2 separate regions of the Zea mays genome follow, and region 1 is linked to region 2. The links are chromatin contacts, called in public Hi-C maps. All regions are on one chromosome and are shown on one strand. Each heading gives the region's core, a stretch centred on a gene start, on an enhancer-like site or on the middle of the called end of the contact. The rest is flanking DNA. Distances are from core to core; before and after follow the strand shown.

Region 1 (5,048 bases), core at 1,890-4,389, 180 kb before region 2:
GCACACACAAAAAGAGGACACTGAAATTTACTTCAAGGGACTAAGCAAAAACCTGGAATAGGTGAATGAATAGAGGCAGATGACACCCATTAATGTTGACTAACAAATATAACTATATGATGCAGTGAAAGAAAGCAAAAGTCTGAACCAATTCAAACACTGACGAGTTTTATTTTGAGTTAAAAATCAGAATATTTTACAGTGGGAAGTGGGAACAGAAGGAACCTTGATGCATCTTTAGATCAAAACCTAGATATTCAATCGTGGATTTGTGGTGAAGCCTCCTGTCATCTGGTCGTTGGCTAACGGCCGTTGTGCAATGAAGCCTTAGATCCAAGCGTGCAAAGCAAGTTATTTTGGTCTTATCATGATCTAATCCTAATTGCACATTTAGCACTTTAATCTTCACCGGCTCACGTAGCTTTAATTAAATCGAGGAATTTAAGTGCTAAATGTGCAAGTATGGTTTTTTTTTTTGGTAAAGTTGCACGAGCTGATGCGAGGTTTGAGTGCTAAGGGCTAGTTTGGGAACCTCATCTTTATAAGAAATTTCTATTTTCTCTTTTCCTTGGAAAATTAGAAATCGTTTGAGTTTGAAAAAATGAGGCTTTCAAACTAGCACTAAATAAGCAATAACAGTTGGACAACGACCTCAAGGCTCACATGCTTGTACCTAAGATTTACTTGCACAACGGTCCTTGCCGACTGAACTAATTTAAATCATCCTTTATTGAATATTGAGTAGATAAATATGTATGCTTCATCTAACTCGAAACGTTAGCGATAAGCATGAAGAATAGTCCTATTCGCAATCACAGGTGTTTTAAATTTCTCGAATACATAAAAATTTGCATATCACTATAATTAAGATGAAAAATAGTTTAACCATAGCTTCGAAAGTTGGTCGTGCTTCAAAGGCTTGCTTATTTAAAGATTGTTCGGTTATTTTCAGTCTATATAGATTTGAGGGGATTGATATGGATCGAGAAAAATTTTGACTTATTAGTGATTGAAACTCCTCAATCCATATGGATTGGAGTAGAACCGAATAAAACATACCTTTGTGACTTGTTCGGTTACGCCAATCTAGAAGAGGATGCAATTTTCTAAGACCATGCGAAATCTCTGTCGAAAGTGATAACTCACCAGAGCCCATTTCTTGCCATCTGAACAATCGTCGTGACTAGTCAATAGATTTTACTTGTTTGCATCATCTGGCACAAAGGCCCTGTTTTGTTCACGGCTCGTTTTCAGAATCTGATTTTAGAATCTCATTCTTAGCCAAACAGATTGGATTCTCTATCGGATTTTGTGCCGAGAATCTCACAATCTCCCCATATGCTGATATCTGATTTCCCAGAAACCGTAGAAACCAAACGCCGCCAAACTCTCCTGGCCTCCATCCCATCAGTCACCTCTGGCTCTCTGAACTTTACAGTTTATACCCCCACAACAAGGGTGGTCTATCTGACAAAGCATCTGTATAAAGTTCCAAGCAGGTGTCACCTGTCTTGTAGCAAAGAATATATAGAGGTAAATTTTATAAGGTCGCAGCATCCAGTTTAGCACCTTCTTTTTTTCATTTTCACAATTCACAAAGAAGCTCAGAGGATTTCTATTAGCATAACCTCTCTTTACTTTTTTGTGTGTACATGCTCATCAAGACAGAACAAGAGTAGACACTGAGTGAGATGCCAAACTCTTCGTGTTGTCAAATAAACTCCTTGCATAAGTGTTTTTCGTTAACTAAACCCTTGAGCATTAAGCTGCACAGACACAGTTCAGGACAGACCTTCTTAGCCTCAGTGTCCCACCTAAATTGTTTACAAACATAGGCACCGACTTAAACAACTCTACCCCAGCACCACAGTAATCAAAATCCGAAAATGCTCTGAATTACACCGGGTCTCTTATCTCCACGGCAAGAATGGCCGACAGAGAAAGTCATGGCACGTGCTCCGTGAGTCTGGTCCCTTTCCACATCTGACCTACTCCTGTTTCAAGTCAAGGGATAGGGAAATAGCTAGAGGTGAAAACGGTCGGAAACGATCGGTAAACATTAAAACCATTTTCGTTTTCATATTTTTCCTCGGAAACGAGATCGAAAACGGTAACTCCGGAAACGAAAACGACATCGGTAATTCGGAAACATCGGAAATGAAAGTTCGGTACGAAAATTACATCGGTTACGATCGGAATCTAAAATTCGATCGGTAAAAACTTTAACATGTACCCTCAATTGACTTCAAAAAATCACGCAAGTCATACATTCATATAAAATTAGTAGTAATATATAAGGTAGGAGGTCACAATAAATATATAAGGTAAGAAGTATAAAATAATAAAATCATTATTATGCATTTAAATAAAGTAGAATCAAGATATGTATAATAATATGACACTGACATTCTATTTGTACCCACACTACTTGGCATAGTCAATATAGTTAGTGTCCTCTTAGTCCTTCTTAAGTTCTTGTGCAAATTATGAATATATGTATCAAGAGTAATAATAGATAAGAAAACATAAATAAGATTTATAAAAATTTCAAATGATTCTAAACTATATATCGTTAGATAGATCTTGATTTTCGAAAAATAATAAAATTAGTTTCACATTTTTCTAAGCTAAGATGAATTTATTATGAATTTATAAAGGTCAGTCCAGATTTAATATTTTTCTGAAAAATACCGAATTTATTACCGACGGTAAAATACCGGATAAAAACGGTAATTTCCGGAAACGGTCGGAAAAGGACTAAACCGTTTCCGTTTCCGATTCCGAATTTTTCTACCGATTCCGTTTCCGGATTTTCGGTAACCGTTTCCGTTTCCGTTTAGACCTAAATTTCGGTAAAACTTCGAAAACGATTCCAGGTATCCGAAAATTACCGTTTCCGTTTTCATCCCTAGAAATAGCCACATACATAACTGCACTGATCGGATGCCGCTCGTAGTCGGAGACCAATCTATTCTCCTGGACTTCTCTTGTTGCTAAATCCATTCTCTTGGACGTTGCAAAAAGGGGAAAAAAGAAAGAATATCACGTTCCTCCTTTCACGAGGGAAGGGAGGATTAGCGAGGTCCATGTCAGCGGCATGCTGGGCCAGAATACATGCAGCAACCACGACCCCCTTCGTGGGCTTTCTTCCCCCGCAGAAAAGGCCCAACCCAGACTGACGAGCAGTTTCGCAGTGATCAGTTGGTCAAAAGTATATACGAAACAAACGAAGAGACGCCTGTCCAACCCGCCGACTCCGATGCAATGCGAACCTGTCCAACCCGCCGACGCTCGGACGCCTCACGCAGTCACGCACAAGCCCACACCCACCACCGGCAAACGGCAAACCGCGCGCGCGCGGCACAGATGCAGAGCAGAATGCAGATGCACCACGTTGTAGCAGACCGCCGGCGGCGTTACGTGGAAGCGGTCCCACGAGGCCTTCTCGTGGTGCTGCCCGCGACAGCGGCAGCGGCGACCATGGCGAATGGCCACGGACACGGACACGGCAGGCGCAGGGCGCTCGTTGCCACCCTTGGCGGCTCCCGGAGACGTGGTGGCCTTCCGCTACACCCCGAGGCAGCGCATGCGGTTGCGAGACTCGCTTCTGCGTTCCTCTGCTACTGGCTTTGCGCCATAGTGGGCGTGTTTGTATCACATGCCGATACTGCTCTGTGAGGCCAGAACAGAGCGAACGGTGTAAGACGACCTCATCATGTGAATAGTGGATCCGACATGTGTGGTGTACTGTGGCATTCTGCAATGTATGAGACTCGACGACTTGATTCACGAAAAAGTAATGCCATACGGCTATGTTGATTCCTCACCGCCCCACTCATCCCCACCCCACTACCGCAATCAGAGGCTTTGCCGAGTGTTGGCTTCTTTGCCGAGTGCCTTTTGTCGGGCACTCGGCAAAAAAGCTTTGTCGAGTGCCGCACTCGGTAACGTTAGGCACTCGACAAAGACAACTTTGTCGAGCGCTGAACACTCGGCACAGAACGGCACTCGGCAAAGACAACTTTGCCGAGTGTCAAACACTCGGCAAAGTGGGCTCTCGGCAAACGGCCGTCAGCGGCCGTCCCAAAGCTGACGGCCGTTAGTCTTTGCCGAGTGTCATCCTTTGGCTCTCGGCAAAGAGATTCTCTACCGAGTGCCACATAGTAGGCACTCGGCAAAGCATACTTTGCCGAGTGTCGTTCCTGGACACTCGGCAAAGTATATTTTTATTTTTTTTATTTTGTCTCTCGAAATTTTTGTGGTATGTTCCTACACTATGTAGACCTACATGTATCATTTGTGGACAATTTTAACAGAGTTTTCAATCGTTAGTAGATTTAGTTCGTTTATTTGAATTTCTTCGGAAAATTTAGATTTGAACTGTAGGTCACTCGAAACTTGGAAAACCGTGCATGCAAAAATGATATTCATGTTACTTAGCATTAGTTACGACCGATTCCAGGAGCGGACCAGAAACTTCGAGCAACATGCTCACTAAACATGGCCGTGAACTTGCCATACACATGTTTAAAAATTGTATAAAACACAAACAAAGTCAAAAAATCCTGAAACTTGTCCACGTGTCATGATATCATATGTACAGGCTGCGATAAAAATTTTAGAATATTTGGAGAAAGTTGTGGGACACTATTTGTAGAAACCTAGGAGAACTACACATTGAAACTCTATGATTTCATGTGTAGTTCTCCTAGGTTTCTACACATAGTGTCCCACAACTTTCTCCAAACATTCTAAATTTTTTATCGCAGCCTGTACATATGATATCATGACAAGTGGACAAGTTTCAAGATTTTCTGACTTTGTTTGTGTTTTATACAATTTTTAAACATGTGTATGGCAAGTTCACGGTCATGTTTAGTGAGCATGTTGCTCGAAGTTTCCGCTCCGCTCCTGAAATCGGTCGTAACTTATGCTAAGTAACATGAATATCATTTTTGCATGCACGGTTTTCCAAGTTTCGAGTGACCTACAGTTCAAATCTAAATTTTCCGAAGAAATTCAAATAAACGAACTAAATCTACTAACGA
Region 2 (5,007 bases), core at 653-3,152:
TCAAAATACCAAAGTTATAGAGTTTCCAAAACCAAGCAACTTTCATGTGTTGAGATTTTCAAGTTTTGAAGAGAAATTTGGAGTAATTTGCAGATTTCAAATTTGATACAGTTTTGGTTCAGTTAAAAACAGTTTGATTTACCTATTTCTGGACCCCTGTATGTTTTAATCTGGGGGCTTTTAGCAAAAGGTTGCTATAGTAAACTTGTAGAGTAACTATAGGAGAACAACTTTTATTAAGTGTTGAAGCTCTAAATCTATATGGAACCGGTAGAAAAAGGAGCCTAAAGATGCAGTGTTCAGTTTGGAAAATCAGACTTAAGATAAAAATTCAGTCCTGCTGATTTTTCAGTCTGAAGCAGATTTGGGATACTCCTTAAGGGCTGATCCATGTAGTTCTGGGCTATGAGTGCTGTACCAAAGTGGAAGCCCATACTTTGGTGTGAAAGTTTGATTAAGGGTAATGCCACTAAAACCAGTTGGAACTGACAGTAACAGTAGTTCAAATATTCAATGTGCTAAATCTGAATTCAGACTTAGTCTTATTTCAGCACACAGACATTGTGTGTTTGGCTCAACTTTGGAGCTCTCTAGTGCTTGATCCTTGGAGTATTAAGACATACCTTTTATAGAAAAGTTGAAGAACATATATTGGTGTGCAAGTTTTCTTAAGGGAGGATGGCTTGGTTCTACACAAAAATCACAGAAAAGGGTGCCTAAAGATGGGTTGTCAAGTTCTTAGAGTTTTCAGATTATAAATAGTGAACAGATTTGAGTTTCAGTATTTGGCTCTACTTTGGAGCTGTGTGGTGCTTTTTTTAGGCAGTGTTGAGCTGAAATCTTTATAACAAAATGGTGATCATCTTTAAAGGAACAAATCCCCTTAAGTAAGTTGGGTTTGATTCAACACAAAGGTAAAAAAAAGTTGTCTAAACGTACCCTGTCAGGCTGTGTAGTTCCGGTTCAGTTGTAGTTAACTGAATATGGATCATGTGAATTTCAGCCAACTTTGGAAGGCTATAGTTTGTGATTTTTATATCCTTGACCCTGAAAATCTATAGTAAACTTATAGACCTATAGATAAGGAACAAAGTTGCTTGAGGGATATAGGTTTGTCCTTGTTTGGAAAAATGGAGAAAAGAAGTGATAAAGTTGTTATTGCAATAGGACTGAAACAAATCGGTATGGTTTCAGAAATAAAAAGGGGGGGGGGGGAATCACGTTGGATATTTTCACTGCCCAAAGTTGGGAACGCTGAAACTGACGGTAAAGTGGGGATCGGGGCCACTTTGAACTGTTATAGTGTTGTTAAAAATCGACTTCAGATTTGTGGTAGTAATCTGATAATGCTAAGCTGGGAAAAACATGGTTGGCCGGCTAAGGCTTTATTCGTTTCATCCCTAATTCATGAGGATTGAGGGGGATTAGAGTGGATTGAGTGAGATTTTAACTTGTAGGGGATTCAATCCCTCTCAATCCCCGTAGATTTGATAAAAACGAACATGGCCTAAGTGGGTCTGCTACCGTTAGGAATTCTTGAGAAAACTGGGCGTGAAAATCAGGGGTTCAGTCAAAACCAAACAATGAAAAGAAATTCAGAGCTAATCAACTATTAGCATACTGCTGTAAAAAAAGATCTAGTGAAAAGATGTTATCCCACTCAATGCCAGCTGTTTCTAACTCACGTGAGGATGTGTATGGGAATTGAACGGCTGCTACTAGTGGATAACCTTGTGGTACAAATATCTGCCAAAAAAACAAAAGAAAGAGGGGGAGAAAAAATCCAAGCCGGTGAACCTTTTTCCAGTAAATTCTACGTGAGGAGAGGTGTCGAGCAGGTCCAGCTTCACTGTATGCTCGCGTTGACGTGGTGTCCATGTGCCCTGGCGCGCGTCCAAGCTCCTGACGTGTTGCACCAGCTCGTTCGACTCCAGTGAAAAAAAACGCTGGGTATACGCCTGTACTCCCTCGGCATTATATCAGCTCGGTAAAAATGCTAATGGTCTCCCTGGCAGAGGCGGATCCAAGGGTGGGGCAAAGGGGGTCATGGCCCCACCTCAATTTTTATATGCTATTATACCTAGATTTAGATATACATCAAAATAAAAAAACTTTTATATAGTAGGTACAACCAAATCTAATAAAACCTAGTTTTAATCTAACTTTTTCTCGACAGTTCATTGCTCAGCCCGCTCTCCATACAAATAGTTTGATTCCTTCCTCTAGCGGCTAGCTACTCGACCTACTCGTGGCTCGATTGCTCCTTCGATCATGACTGGATCGGTAGTGGGTGACCAGACCCGTCCGCTACCAGTGTCACCTTGTCTTCTCGTCACTCGTTAGTTCATCGCGTTGTCGGGATCCCACACGCAGCGCCACTACTTTGCCTCCTATTCCACATCGACTGGTGGGCAAGCTATTGGTGGGATCCTGCCTTGGCACCATGGTGCCACCACCATCTGCCCTCACTATGCCACCAGGGTCCCACCACGTCGTCGCAATGCAACAATTGTTGTCGCTTGCCACTGCCTATAGCCGCTTGCCCTCGCTGCCCCTCGCATGTTGCTGCCTCATCATCGCCATCTCAAGGCAGACACACCACAATGACGCGTCGATGTGGCCGCTTCACCCGCCACTGATTCTGTAGGGTGGCCAAAATGGTTTTCTGATATTCATATCATTTTAGAACGCTCCTAGTATTATCACCTGACCTTGTTATTATCATGAAGCTATTTTTATCTAGTCGTCTAGTATCGTGGTTTGTCTCTTATGGTGTCGCCCCACCTAAAATTTTGTTCTGCGTCCGCCACTGCTCCCTGGTCCTAGCCAAACTGAACATATGCACAAATAGCTCCACTTTCGTGTTTGTATTCACCTGCTCGCTTTGCTGCCTCTCTGCCGGTGTTCGTTGGGCATCGCCGTCCCTGCCACAAGTGCTGTGTCGCTGGTGTTCCACCTCGCCGTGGCCAGCAGACCATAAGGGTTTCGAGGTGATTGTGTTTGCGTTTCCAAGTTACATAGTGTCCGTAATACTCATGGGGTGCTTTCTTTAAACTCTACGGCATGTTGTGCACCGGAACAGGAGGTGCGCCGCCGGACTTTAGTGTCCATCATTGTTGGTGAATCTGTGACTTCCGTGGTCTAGCTGCTGTTATAGCATACGTGCATGTTCTTGAGGATATGATGAGCGTTGTGATGCCCTTCCTTGCGTATAAGATAGTTGTTTCGGTCGCCTTGACCACAGTTCGCTGGTGCTGGTACCGGACTGTGTCGAGGACTTCCTATTGTAGATTCAAGGAAAGGGAGGGGCATTGATGCTAATGCCTACGACACATAGGAGTAGTAGCAGAAGTTCGGGTGTAGTTAGTTTAAATTATAGGGTGTTTATTTCAAAATGGAGACGTCGACCGTAGAGCTTATTCGTGGGCGCAGTTTTCTGATGGACAGTGGGACGCTATGGTGGTTGTCAGCCCATTCCAGCTCCCTGATTTTCTTTAATTTGTGCCTTGATAACTAGTATGGTCCGCTAAAAATCAAGGAAAAGTGCCAAAAATTTCGACCCAAATTTTACAGAGTGTGCAGAATGAGGTAATTCATGTAAATGAATTAATAGGATTTTTTTAGCAACCAGAAAAATTTGGTCATATAAAAGTACCCTTAGAAGGCTTAAAAGAATTTTAGAATTAAAACTATAGGTCCAAAAATCATAGAAATTTGTGAGAAGTTTTGATACCTTTAGAATAGCTCCTAATCAAAGTTTGAGCCTGGTTGGAATTTATTAAATTAGAAAACCAGAAACTGACTGAGTATAAGGATTTAAAACGCCCTAATCCTTAATACTAATTTAGGGTTGGATCAAACTTGAGTCACACACACTGTCAAACATCAATATCAGCAAGCTTTAGAGTATATGTTCTATGATACTTTAAAGTAGATTTAGTTTGACCATTTTAAGCCAACATTAGGTAACCTAAAACTATAGGTATAATAACTATATGCTTACTTAAGAGTAATTACGCATTCCACCTCTCCCTTGTGAGAGTTTGCATAGCATCTCCTTACATGAGCATTTATATACTTCGAATTGACTTGTAGAGCACCTCGAAGAAAAAGTTGAAGTAGAAGTGGAAGCGGAGCCTTTTCTTCCATCGGAACCTTCTCCAACTGAGGTTGTCACTGAAGGTCCTCCAGAAGGTGCCCCATTTGGATTTGCTGCTAACTGTAATATCCTGGTAGAAGAACCCGACTCTCCTCGCCAAGGCAAGCCCCGGTGCATTTGCCCCTTCCTTGTGTTTTAAATGTTTTATCACCTTAAATGATGCATTAGGTGATAGGAGTTGTGTGATGAACAATTGATGCATTACCATTCCTTGGAAACTCCTTAATCCCTGTTTTATAAAGAGAACTGATATTGCTTAGCCTTGCTTAGAAACTGAAAAATCATTTGTTTTCAAAAAGAATGATTGTGGAACATTGGTTATGGGCTTTTTTATTCAAAAATCAAAGCAAACTAAGGTGATGACTCCACTTCGGCCGGAGTGGGTTCATTATTGGAAAAGAGTACCCCTGCCGGGTGCCAAAAATGGGGAAATGGTTAATAAATCTAGACCAGGCGCTAAGCAGACAGAGTCGCCCGTCTGTGTCGATTAAGGATCGTATCGTTGACTGGCCTGTTGTGGTTGAGACTTTGCAACTAGCCACATACCCTGGTATGGGACAGGGTAAGCTTGAACCCGGCTATTCCATACGTGAAGAGACAATCGCACACTGGGAGTGGAGAGATGGCGAGAGTAGCATGTACCCTCCTGGCACAGCGCACGCCTGGTAGGTAATGTGCTCTCGGGTGGCGCGGACCTATTCATGTAGTGGACTCTATGGGAACGGTTGATATATGCAAGGGTTGAGTGCTACATATGTCGTGTGGTTAGAGATCCGCAGTTGGGTATAATCGGTTCGAATCGTTGTTGCTCCTCGGTTATGGAGACTCATCCCGGTGACCATCATCGT

The links. A called contact is a pair of places that touch in the nucleus more often than the background predicts.
Region 1: a Hi-C map of ear shows a contact between it and region 2, with 4 times the contacts expected there. The contact joins two enhancer-like sites. A contact is called at or near these places in 3 of 25 Hi-C or Micro-C datasets (ear and leaf).

Annotation. Positions count from the first base shown.
Region 1 is chr1:23,687,887-23,692,934 of Zm-B73-REFERENCE-NAM-5.0, reverse strand. It overlaps the pseudogene LOC109943601. Among protein-coding and RNA genes, the nearest start is that of TRNAF-GAA, 3.1 kb to the left of the region's middle. Within about 2 kb of position 3,139, at least 18 of the 20 cell types and tissues checked have an H3K27ac peak or open chromatin away from gene starts, as enhancers often do. A contact at or near this core is called in ear, where this site is marked.
Region 2 is chr1:23,505,571-23,510,577 of Zm-B73-REFERENCE-NAM-5.0, reverse strand. No RefSeq gene overlaps it. Among protein-coding and RNA genes, the nearest start is that of LOC103632328, 62 kb to the left of the region's middle. Within about 2 kb of position 1,902, at least 8 of the 20 cell types and tissues checked have an H3K27ac peak or open chromatin away from gene starts, as enhancers often do. A contact at or near this core is called in ear, where this site is marked.